Regions from separate parts of the Arachis hypogaea genome. Here region 1 is linked to region 2. Evidence: chromatin contacts called from public Hi-C data. All regions are on one chromosome and are shown on one strand. The core of a region is the stretch at or near the end of the contact, and the rest is flanking DNA. Distances in the headings are between cores, read along the strand shown. Region 1 holds the start of LOC112779934 (probable protein phosphatase 2C 1). Region 2 holds the start of LOC112776494 (putative F-box protein At1g32420).

Region 1 (6,736 bases), core at 3,105-5,604, 310 kb before region 2:
ATTTATATTCTATATTACAAATTTGAAAAATCAAAATGTATCATGAGATATTTTTTTATTACAATTAAAATAAAATATTATTTCCCTCCAAAATTAACAAATTCTCTCTCTCATTCTTCTTCTTTATTTTTTTTCTCTCTTTTCACTCTCATTCTGTATCTCTTTATACTTTTTTATTCTACAAAAAATAAAATTAATAAAATAATATAATTTATATAAATTTATAAAATTTTTTATAAAAAATATATTAAATTTATAATTAAATATAATTTAAGAATAATCCTGTAATATTATTCACATAAAAAATTTGTTATTATTATATATACACTTTTTCAATTTTTTTATGTAGTTTCAAATTTTTACCATTTATTTTTTTAATTTATATTTTTATTTTTTTAATATTTATTACATATAATTAGGAGAGAATAATAATATTGTAACTAATAATTAGAATTATGATTCAATTTTTTTTAGTATGCATCTTTTTTTTTCTGTTTTATACGTATTCTTCTTCTTTTAGTTTTTATTACCTTTTTTTCTTTTTCTTAGATCTTTTTAATTTTCTTTAAAATTTTGCATAATTTAAAATAATTTATATATTTGTAGTTAAAACTTTTTGTATTTTGTTTGTTATTTTTGTTATGTTTTTGTATAATTTCTCTTAAAACTAATTATTTGAATAAGTTTGCTATGTTTAAAAAGAAACATAGAAAAAAAAAATAGCAACTACTTTGTATCAACGACAAAACATAAAAAAAAAAAGAAAAATCTGTATAGTTTAAAATAGGTTATGTGTTATTTAACTAAAATTTTTATATTATTTTTTGTATTATTTAACTAATAAAAAATCTATTCTGTTTAAAGCGCATTAGAAGAAATAGTATATTTTCCACGCCAAAAATCGACGTTTATTGCTTAACGCATTCCAAACCTGCACAAAATACCAAGATGGATATTAAGCATAAGTAGCCTAAAAAGAAACACAAGAACTAGTTAAAATTTTTCAAGTGTTGGATTCAAATTCACCATATCATATGTCTATTCACTTACAAAAGTAAACATACACATAGATGAGAATGACATGCTTTTCTTGCTTACATGGGTAGAACTATTATGCATAGCAAAATTTTCCTACAGCAAGTTATACATAGCTTAAACTAAGTTACTTTGATTTGATGACTTTCACATGGACCAAAACAACAAAACAAGAAAAAACTATGCATCTAGGAAACAGAAAATGTTGCAAATGCTCTATGCTGCGAGACTTTAGCGATAATTGTAATATTACTGTGGCAACTGAGACCACAAGAACAAATAAAAGCAGATATATTTTCGAAAGTCTTACTCCATCCGAGGCAAGAACAATGAACTCGTCTTTGTCTGTAAGAAGCCGGTGAGAAAATTCTGGTATAAAAATGACACCGTAATCCTTCAAACAAAAATCGCCAAATGCTCTAGCCATTGCTAATCCAGGTGCATCATCAAAAGGTAACCACACCCTTGGAACTTCTGGTTCATCTTGCAAGGCAAATACCCTGCCCTTGCACCTTTTGATTCTTTCAGCTTCCCCTGTAAAAAATTCAGATAAGCTATCTCAAAGCAAAAACATAGACTGAGAAAGGATGAACAATGATGACAAAACTAACTTGGCAAATCAGGTTTCAAATCAATTATCAACTGAATTGCCACCATGGAGTCATTACTGTCTTTGGATCCCATGATTGCTCAGGAATCCCCTATGTTGCTCATGAACAGATTTGATCCCTGGAAAGTGAACAACATAGAACTGTCAGTGAAAGAAGCAATGAAGTATATGCAGCAATTGAATGCACTACTCATTGAGCTGCTACCTGCTTCACTATGGTTACAGCCGTGCTCCCACTACAGAAACAATCCAGATTCAGATGAGACCTCAGCTCTTTGTCCATGGCCTTATATGCCTTCATGAAAGCTTGTCTCCACATGGAATTTAGTTTATCCTGATCCGTTTCGCCTCGATTCACCGGAATGCAAAAAAGAAAGAAGTTTGATAGGCAGGGAATCCCTAACTTTGCGTGCAGCAAGGTGACCATGAGTTTAAACAAAGAATAGTCTTGGCATATAGTCTAAACAAAGAATCAAGCGATTGTTGCATGAAAAGAACAAAAACAGATAAGACTAAAATAATCAGTCTATATGAATCTTAAAATACTAACATGTGAAACCAAGTGATAGAATATACTAAAAATATGTAGGATGATTGGTCCCTCCTCAAGAATCACATTGACAACATCAAACTCTGAGGCTCCTGACATTAATTTAATCCATAAACTATGCATTGGAAAACTAAACTTAAGTAGAAAAAGCAGAGAACACAAGAGGCTTCAATTTTCAAAAGGGTTAACAGCTAAATTTCTATGCATTTTCTTTCACAGAACAGAACATAAATCTTCATAGAATAGAATATCAAAATAAAGAGCAAGGCAACACACTTGTGATAGTTCCAAGTTTTCTCATTCCATAGCAAGGAGGAGGAAGAATATAAGGAACAAAAACCAATCTTTTTTAGACAAAAAGCAAACAATTTTGGCCTAAAATATACACAGACAAGAAAGGACACCAATTTATAAAATGTAGAAATGAGAAACAAAATACAAGAAGAAATATCCTTAAATAAATTAGCATAAGCATTGATAGAGTCACACCTCATATATAAATAAACCACATAATGCTGTATCATCCAGCAAGTGCTAATCACTATATCCAGATCGAATTATCCATTATGTCTGGCTTTTAATTACAAGCCATGATATGGATTTGGATTGAGAATATTCAAATTTTATTATCAAAACTAATGAGGCTTGATGTAAAACACAAGAAATATTTGCATATTTAATCTGTTATTGAAATATTCATAGCCAACTAAGACAATAAACCTGTCATGACAATTGGAAAGTAAAAAAGAAAATAAATCAGTTTAACAATCTGTTACTGCACCTATATCAGAAGGTATTAAATTGCCTAAAATGCTCAAACGATGAGTAAATCATAATTTACCAAAGTAGTTTCTTGTATCTGAGTGGGAAATAGTTAATTCTATTTTGATGATGTTTTGTTTGGTATGTAATAATTGTAGGTGGTCAGTGATAGCAGGGCATTTACCAGGAAGAACAGACAATGAGATAAAGAACTATTGGAACTCTCAATCTCAGGAGGAAAATTTATTGCTTCATGAAATCTTTGAATGATTATTCCTCCTTCCCTCCCACCATTGACATTGCTGCATTAAAAGCTTCCAAGAGAAGAGCACCTACTCGATCTACTGCACCTAATAAGAACTTAGAGTTAAGGGACACAAAAGAGGTGATAATGCTTCAGCAACCAAGCATTCAAAAGAATAATGCTGATCATGATGAAGCTTTTAATGATGAGGAGTTGGGAGCATATGAATGGTTAGATGATGAAATTATGAAACTTAGTTACATGTTTGAGGGTGGTATGCTTGTAAACTATGGTGATAATAATAATGAAAATGATGAAGAGGAGAACAAGAGTGTTAGTGATTGGAACACTACTAGTGCTACTACACCTCCAAATTCTTCTTGTTCTTCTTCTTCTTTGAGTTCTGTATATGATTGGCATCTTTCTAGCACTTTAAATTCGGACAGGAACTCTAGCTATGTAATATTGTTTTTTTGGTATTACTTTTCTCAATTGAATTTTACTTCATTTCCTTTTCCGTTTCAATTTTACCTCTGCCATTATATTTTTTTTATATTACTGTCCCTTTCATCACTACTTATTTCAAAATCCATTTTAATTTTAGTTACCAGTTTTTTGCATAACCCATTTAATTCTGTTTGATCCCAATTATACAATTATTAATAAAATAGTAAAAATCCCAATTTTGGCTTCAATCATTCATACAGTTCATCTTTTTATGAATACCCATGTGCCCATATTGGTGATCTTCACTCAATGTGATTATTTTTGACAAAAAAAATCAAACACAACAACCAAATACAAAAGAGACGTTGGGAGTAGGTTGTGCAAAGGAAGTCGAGGAGTTGCTGAAGGCGAGGAGGAAGTCGGGGACCTGCTGCTTCTGTCTCGACGTCGACGAACGCAATGACGGCGCGAGACTGACTGCGAGGCAGTGACAAGACATGGAGCGGCGACGACGTCTAGGTCAGGGAGCTGCTGCCACTGCCGCCAGTGACGAAGAGGGCAAGGAAGGCACGCGAGATCGGAGACAGGAAGAGACCGACGATGAGCTTGTCGGAGACAGTGAGAGAGACCAATGCTGATAGAAGGAGAAAACTTGGGCAAGCGTAATGAGATACGAAAAATGAGAGAGAGTGACACATCAGTAACTTAAAAAAAAGTTGTTTTGCCAATCTTTATACGAGTCTTCCTCTTTTTTTTTAAGGCTGCAGATTGGAATCTTTTTATTTTTGGTAAAAAAAATGTTTAGATTTTTTATGTTGATAATGAAAAAAAAATTCTATTTTTTGTGTTTAATATTAATCAGTTCACGTTAATAAAAAAATTATATTTTTATATTTTTTGTTGAGTATTTAATTTGTGACAATAATAATAATCAAATCTTGATATATTTAATTTTAATTATTGCATTATTATTATTTATGCTAATAATGATATTATTTACTTTTATATTTTAATTTTTTCATGTTAATAAAGAATTAAATTATATTCAGGAATTAAAATATTATTATCTGATATGCTTTATTTTTTTTTGTATTAAATATGCAATCGTAAGTAAAGTAAAATTATATTCAGAAATTAAAAAAGATAAATAATTTTTGTTAGTATTTTGTAATTTAATGATTTTGATCATTTATTTTTTATAAAAAAATTGAAGATTTCAGTAAATACAAAGTAATTAATGAATCATTAAAAGTTTAAAAGAATAGTGAATTTATGAGAAAATAAAACTAAAAAAATATATATATATATTGGATTTAAAAATAAGGATAATTTATATTAATAAATTAATTAGAGACTAAAATTGCACAGATGTCTTAAATAGAAATTGGTTTTATACATGTCCTAAACAGATCTATATAAATCGAATAGGACAAACTCGATTTTTAGGTATTTACATATAAATCTGTTCGGTAAGTCGGGTACCGGATGGTTCGGGTTGGTATCCTGGTTGGTGATGGGGCCTCGTCTGGTCGTGGGTTGCCGGTTAGACGTAGTCGAGGTCCCGAGCACTTCGCGTGGAAAGGGGGTGTCACCTGCAAAGACACTCCGACGCTCTAGTAAGTAAATATGCAGGCGAAAAAGGGGGGTAGAATGTGCGTGTCGTACCTTGGGGGAAGGGTAAAACCTTCCCCTTATATACCGTGTCAGAGGTGGGCCCTGCAAGGACAGGCCCACTTTCTTCGAGGCGTTCTCCTCACAGCTGTAGGTGAGCTGTCAGGGACGCGTATCCGAATCGGCTGCAAGGCGCCCTGCCCCTGACCGTTTGGGTCGGGTGGTGCCCGGGTCGGGCCAACCCGTAGAGGGTTTGGGCCAGGCCGCAACAGTGCCCCCACGCGCCAGTAATAGTCGTGAAAGCTATTAGTGGCGTGTTATTTCTCGTTCCGTGCGTTGTCGTCAGGTCGGCCACCCGTGGGAAGGACGTGCCCCCTACGCGCGTGTCTCTTGGTTATTGAGACGACCGTTCGTCGCTTCGTTCTTTGCGCTGAGCATTAAATGCTCATAATGAGTTGCAAAACCCTGCGCGCAAAGACCATTTTGCCCCTGGCCCTTTCGCGCTTTGTGTAGCGGTTTTTAAATAGTTTCTTCCTTCTCTCTCTCTCCCATTCTTGCTACTCTCATCTTCTTCACTCCCTGATATCCAAGACTTCGTTCGAGCCTTCCTGTGCCTCTCCTTTCCCTCCTAAGCTCCTGCAATCAATTCAGGTAACTCTCGATTTTTGCCTTCCTGTGCTTTACTGCTGTATGTTTGTTGCTTGTGTTTGTTCTGCATTTTTGCTGTTGTTGGTCTTTGATTTTGTTGGTAGATGGTGTTCTAGTGCCAGATAGATGCATTAGGGGAAGGGTACCATTCCAGGGTAGGCTTTTAGGTAGCTTGCATGATAGATATATGTAGCCATGCTTGATCTTAACTGTTGAATAGAATGGACGTAGTTCCTGGGTTTTTCCCGGATTCCCGACCTCATAGACTAACGGAGTGGTACCCCCGCTGTAGGTATGCCTCGCGTCGTTTCACGGGCTTCCACCTCTGCTGCGGGTTACGACCCCTATGCTTGGGTTGTTTCCGATTTGAAGGACTCCCTGAACCAGATGGACGAGGGGAGTTGACCGAATTCCGACAAGCCGAGTATCTCTGCAGAGGGACAGACGAGAAGGCCAACTATGACGTCTTCGTTCCTGCCCCCCATGAGCGGCTGTACGAGATCAATTTTCACTCCCCCTGGGTTGCCGACTGGATTTGGTTTTACAAAGCCATGTTCACCCAGGTGGGCGTTCGCATGCCGTTTTTCGACTTCCAGATGGCGCTTCTTAATCGGATATCCGTCTCGCCATCGCAGCTTCATCCGAACAGCTGGGCCTCTATCCATTGTTTCGAGATGGGTTGTGAATATCTCGAGCTGCCGGTATCGGTGAATGTCTTTCTTTTCTTCTTCAATCTCACTAACCCTTCCAAGGAGGGGAAAGCGAAGAAAGGGTTCCTGTCTTTCTGATCTGCCCAAGGTCGGAGGATATTTGGCTTGTTCGAGGACTC
Region 2 (6,406 bases), core at 2,271-4,770:
AATTTTACATGTGTAGTGTCGATTCACCGTTCGTGTTAGATTGTTACGTAATTTTGTTAGTCAATTACATAAAGTTGGAACTGATTGTATAACTATATTGGTTAGGAGTTTATTATGCTGAGTCAGCATGATTCTTTATGATTAGTTAGCTGCATTAAGTTACTGTTAGGTAGTGCTATGAATATAAGGACTTAACCGTAGAGTAGATCAGATTCACCAATCCTGTTTTTGCATCTATACGGAGACACTTCTCTCTCTCATTTCCTAAGCTTTTTCTTCTCATCTTTCCTGACAATTTTCTCAATCTGAGCTCGGTTTCTTCAGCGTTTGTAATAACGTTGAGTTATTCTTGGAGAATGTTATGCAACTGAGTTTGAAATCGCTAGTGACAATGATATTGCTAAGCAAATTGAATTTAATTAGCATATGATGTGATGTTTATGTTATATGCATTGTAACTTTTTTATTTCTGGTTGGACTACTATATGTGTAGGTTTGTATTGTAGAGTTTGTGCTAAACGTGATGCATTCGGTAAAGGTTGGTTGGGTGGGGCAAACATTTGCCCTTGCAAAGCGTAACGAATCCGATGGGAGGAAGTCTCGGATTCGACGTTCAAAGGAGGAAAGAAAGGCAATGGTTGACACCTTCATTAAAAAGTAATTGTGTACTTGTTTCTCTTGGTTGATGATTTCACTATTCTGAGATGGAATTAATAGTGTTATATGATATCAAGACTTATGTATAGCCAATTTAAGAGAATGTAATTTCTTAACTAATTCTTTTGTTATTGTTCGCTGTTGCTACTTTAGAGATATTATGTAATTGCCAATAGAATATTGCATCAATGTAGTTTGTGCCTAAAGGCTGAACACTTCAACTCTATAGGACATGCGAATTTTTTCTTTTCAGCTGTTATAATTCAAGTCATATGGTAGAAACCCTTTTTCTTTTCCTTTGTTTATAATCTAGTTACTTCATTCCAGGTACCAAGAGTCGAACAATGGGAACTTTCCATCTCTTAATCTTACCCACAAAGAAGTTGGCGGCTCCTTTTACACAGTACGAGAGATAGTCCGGGATATAATTCAAGAAAATAGAGTGTTAGGTCCTGCTAAGTTCGCTTTACAGGAGCTAACTTCAGATCATTTTTATGAACTCAATCCATTGGGTTCAATTGCCACAGATCCTCAATCTGTTTTGGCTGCATCTTCAAGTAAAGTTCATCTTGAAGAAAGCAACATTATAGATACAACTGACAAGAAGCTTTGTGCTTCTGATGAGTATCATACTAGAGCTGAGCATCGGGAGGTTGACAATGGGCAAGTCATTAATGTTAGCCAGGTAGACATCATAAACAAGGAAACCATTGAATCTACTGTTGTATCTGATGGTTCTCATGGTGGATTTGAGCATCAAGTGGTTGATAAAAACCATATTACAGAAGGTAGTCAGGTAGATGAGGCTGACAATGGAGTTGGTGAATCTACTGTTGTTTCTGGCGAGCCTTATGATGGAGCTGAGCATCAGATTGTTGACAAGGAGAAAGTTATAAATGGTAGCCAGGTGGATATGACAAAGAAGGGATTCAGTGAATCTTCGATTCCTGAGGTGCTGGTAAAAGTAAACCCTGTGACAGAAGACTTGACAGTAGAGACATTTCCAATAAAGCCTGTTGCTAGTACTAATGATGGAATAGAAGTTCTTGGAGAGTTGAGAGACTCGAGTAATTCACCAGAGAATAATATAGAAGTGTTGGAATTGGAAGGACACCAGGAGGGGTCTGAATTAAATGGTATAGAGACCCCAAAGACTACTAGTTTAGTGGATGAAAAAATTGAGGATGGTGTTAAAAATCATTTATTAAACAACACTGTTCAAGATGAAGTGAAAAGTTTAGGAGGGACATTGGTGGAAAGCACAGAGCAGTCAACCCACCAAGAAACATTTAGTCGTGAATCAGAAGTTTGCACTGAACCTCAAGTTCAAGTATCGCACCATAATACTACCTCTGAAGCCATTAACCAAAACCAGCTGGTGGATGGAGCTAAGGTAAGTTTATCCATTGATATTTTGTACATTAAGTTTGACAGGACATATTTGTGGAAAAGAGTCGAGGTGCAATATCCTCTCTCAAAATTTGACATATACTCGTAACATACTAGTTATTTTCAGGTCTGAGATCACGGTTTTTCTAACAATGGAAAAAGTAATCCACACAAAAAGAGTAACTTCACAATGGATTGAATTGTTGATATGGGATAATTTATCCCTTACAAAGTTGTAGGCCACAGTAAAATCAGACCATGAATCAGAATCGAAATTCTTCAGTTATCTAACTAGGAATATTTTTTCTTCAGCCTTAACTAATGCAATAACAGGTTTGCATATTCTATTTGTAAAGATTAAGCTACTTGGATCTTATAAATGGAACGATTTATGAAACAATTGTTATTATTAACTACATTTTTTAGTTATGAGAGAAGAAATTATCTTGTAGCCAGTAACAGCTAAAAGTATCTTTTAACAGGCAAGCATTCAAGATGATACCCAAGCCAAAAGCATGACTGGTACTTGTTATGAGAAATCTCAACTATCAGAGGAAGGTTTGCAGAAAGTTAACAAACTCAAAGTTGATGGGGAAATTGCTGGCAATTCCCAGGGAAGAAGCAACACTACTTTAGATAGGATCAACCTGTAAGTAAATTTGATGATTTCATCTAAATTGTTTGCAGATTGCAGATACCTTTTAATTAATTTGGGTTTCATGCAACAGCTAAGTCTTCCTTGTTTTAACTGCAGAGAATCATGGGACGGAACACCTAAGAATTCTGCAAAGCAAGAAACCAACCCTCTTGTAGCCATCTTTAAAGCTATTGTTGATGCTTTTGTGAAACTTTGGTCGGAATGAAGATTTTACCACCAGTTTGTCTTTTCTTTTTCATTGTTTCTTGAGCTTTGGTAATTTTGGAGAGTGATGTTTTGTAGCTGTTAGAGAGTGATGTTTTGTTTGGTAGAATCCGCACGAATGAAATGACATGTCCTCTTGACGAAGTTAATCTCCTTTTCAATTTACTCCTTTTCAACTTAACCAATCAAATGCACCACGATGTTTCATGGTTGAAATTAGCAGTTATAACAAAGGTGAGTTGTAGACAAGTTTATTATTTCTCCGGTACTTTCAAGTTTTCTTGTCTATATTTTCTTGATATTATAGACAAGTTAATCACTTCTCTTATAAGCAAAAAATAATATTTTCTTACAAGGTGGTTGTTACTACAAAATAATATTTTTATATTTCATAATAAAATATGATCCTAAATTAATAAAAAAATAACATGTAAAATATTACTTTTGAGTTGGTCAAACTTAAACTAGAATATTATTATTTCATGTGAAAATATATACCTCTCACGATTTGTTGTGATTTGTACTCACTAATAAATAATTATTCGCACGAAGATATTTTTATTTGAATATAGTAAAGACTATATTAACAATTAGTTCCTTGGTGTAATTTTAATTTTAACAATTTTGGACAATTTTCTAAAATAAAGTTGTTGCCATTTTAATATTTCATTTTGAATTACATGCGTCTACTAACGAAGTTGAGATAGGAAATACGTGAGAGACTAATTTACGTTTCTTACGAAGAGAGTAGAGACTAGAGAGATTGGAAGAGAAAGTGATAAGCTGGAGAACTGAAATTAAAAAAAGTGGAAAATAATAATCTTCCGATTCCGATATGACGGAGGCGGAGCACATCCCGGAAGAAATAGTAGCCAACATCCTCCGCCGGCTGCCGCCCAAATCCCTAATCAGATGCACCGCCGTCTCTAAATCATGGCGGGATCTCATCTTAACACCTTCCTTCATCTCCCTTCACCTCCGCCACTCCCCTCCCCTCCTCCTCCTCCAGCTCTGCAATGAGCGCTCCCACCCCAGCCCCTCTCCCTGCGCCGTCCGCTACTCCCTCCGCCACGACGATCCCTTCCTCTCCGACTCCGGCTCCACCCTCCTCCTCCCTCCTACCGCCCTCTACCGCGAATTCTCTGTCGTCGGACTCTGCCATGGCCTTGTCTGCATCACCGCCGGCCACCACTGCCACTCCCTTGTCATCTGCAACCCTTCTCTCCGCCGCTACGTCAGCCTCCCCCGACCCCGCCACTACCGTTCTCTCTACACTGCCACTGTTGCCTTCGCCTTTGATCCTCTCCATCAAGATTACAAGGTTGTCAGGCTCTCTTGCATGGTCGATGATGAAAGGTGTCGAATCAAAAACAACTTTTTAACTTTTAATCTCTCTATGGATACTAGTTTACTTCGTACTATGATTATTTTTTGAATTATATTTAAATTATATTTTGATTATCAAAATAAAATACAAGTGGGTAGAAATTAATCCCTAATTTTATTGTATGGTAGTTAAAAGGATAACTCATTAGGAATTTAATTTTGCTGTTATTGTAGAGCGGTTTACACGTGCATCCAATTACCTAACATTATTTCACCTTAAATGCCCAAAAGAATACAAAATATTTTACAGTGTTCAATACATTAAAATTAAACTCAACTTATTAGATACTAATCCTTAGTGTCATAATTTACGTTTTCCATCGATAGATATCATTTGTTGATGAAACATTATGCATCAAAGATATTCAAATGCTGTTATCCTTGCTTTGATGAAGGTATGGTTTCAGTGCACCCACTGTTGAGGTTTACTCTCTTGCAACTGGGTTTTGGAGAACTTTGAGTGGTTCTACTCCTGTTTGTAGTTTAGCTTGTGTGGGTAAGGATGCTCCGCATGGCTTTGTCAACAAGATTGTGCATTGGGGTGCACAACGCCGGGAGGGTGATTACGGATGGTACCATTTTGTGCTGTCGTTTGACTTTGTTCATGAGGTGTTTGGTGAGGTGTTGCTTCCGGAGAGCTTGGCTTATGCGCCCGAGGACAGTGTCACAGTAATTGGGGGTAGGGAGGAGCTTAGTGTGTTCTCCGTTGGTGGGGGATTTCCCTCCTGTTGTGAGATTTGGGTGATGAAGGAGTATGGTGTTGTGGAGTCTTGGAACAAGGTCTTTAGTTTCACGTTGAGGGGGTTTAGTTTGGAGGTGCCAGCGTGGGGGATATCGGTGGCTAATGTGACTAGTCCACCAGTGGCATTGTGCATCAGGAAGAGTGGAGAGGTGTTGCTGCTTATGGATGAGACAGGAAAGGGAAACCTGTACTCGCTGGATATCGAGAGGAAAAGATTTACAGAGCTCGGAATTGGAGGGGAGGGATACACATGGTATCTATATTCTGGTTATTATGCAGAGAGCTTGGTTTTGCTGAACAATGTAAGTGGTTTGGTGTCTTACTGAAGAGGTAATTATTCCTTTATACTTCTGCAACACATGCAGTAGGATACTAAATTTCGTATATTTATTATCTGTTGTACATTTTGTTAGAATGATAGTTGTTAGTTGTATGGGTAATGTAAACAAAGTGGTGTATCTGTCTATTTGTTGCATGTAATAATATTGTTCACTACTAGAAAGCTCCAAGTAGTCTTCTCCTATTAGAGTAGATATGTTATGCTCGCTTTAAATTTGTGTAAAAAAGAATTGGAGCTTGTATGGTGCTAAAACTTTATCCACTATTTTGGGATGTAACCTCAACTTGATTCATATTGCTGTCGAATGTTGGCTTCCTTAGAAAATGGGGGACAGAAACAAAAGACAACTTTTAACCTCACAAGTCACAGGTGTGCCGTGTGCTGCAGACCACAGAAAGTGAGCTGCACTTTGGGCTTCAAATTTCAGTATCTGAGTAAAAAACCATAATCAATGGAGGGAGCGTGGGTTTTTGTTTTGGTGGGAGTGGTCTTTTTCTACTCTTGGGAACTTATTGAATTAGTTGGTCATGGGTTTAATGGCCCAATTGAGTAGAGACCGAATCCAAGTCCAAGAACAGAAGATGTATTTATTTGGGTAAAATATACTTCTTTTTTCCCTTTCTATGGTGAAGTATATGAAAAATAAAAAATATTTAAAATTTAATTTGATTTAATTTTGCCTTTTAATTTACAAATTTTTCTTTTTCTTTTTTTTTTTTACAATTTTATCTATTACTTGGTCATCATCAACACCATCCCACCATTGTCTCTCTATTGTCATCTACCATCACCCATGTTCCACTACCACTAGTTCACGATGTTGATGATGATGGCTGAGGGGTGGAGTAGGGGAAGGATTGTGGGGACGACGGTGATAATAATGGGAAGGATAGAAAGTATTGATAAGAGGCAAAATAATAATAAAAAAGTTATTAATCTTTGATTAACAAAAAAATTAACTATAAAAGAAAAATTGATATTTATTTTCAATTTTAAAAATAAAATTAAACAAAATTAAATGTTGAAAATA

Evidence for each region. Hi-C and Micro-C count contacts between places; a contact is called where the count stands out from the background.
Region 1: a contact with region 2 is called in a Hi-C map of leaf, with 3 times the contacts expected there. The contact joins the promoter of LOC112779934 here to the promoter of LOC112776494 in region 2. A contact is called at or near these places in 2 of 8 Hi-C or Micro-C datasets (both in leaf).

Annotation. Positions count from the first base shown.
Region 1 is chr19:139,491,738-139,498,473 of arahy.Tifrunner.gnm2.J5K5, reverse strand. LOC112779934 (probable protein phosphatase 2C 1) reads right to left here and starts at 4,354. Exons shown (of 4, transcript XM_025824283.3): 1 at 1,851-4,354; 2 at 1,647-1,764; 3 at 1,346-1,569; 4 at 1-931. The coding sequence starts at 1,719. The coding sequence ends at 869.
Region 2 is chr19:139,177,692-139,184,097 of arahy.Tifrunner.gnm2.J5K5, reverse strand. It overlaps LOC112776494 (putative F-box protein At1g32420), which reads left to right and starts at 3,520. Exons shown (of 2, transcript XM_025820681.2): 1 at 3,520-4,264; 2 at 4,690-5,538. The coding sequence starts at 3,744. The coding sequence ends at 5,362. It overlaps LOC112776205, which reads left to right. Exons shown (of 5, transcript XM_025820260.2): 2 at 494-657; 3 at 985-2,050; 4 at 2,529-2,695; 5 at 2,801-3,124. The coding sequence starts at 524. The coding sequence ends at 2,909.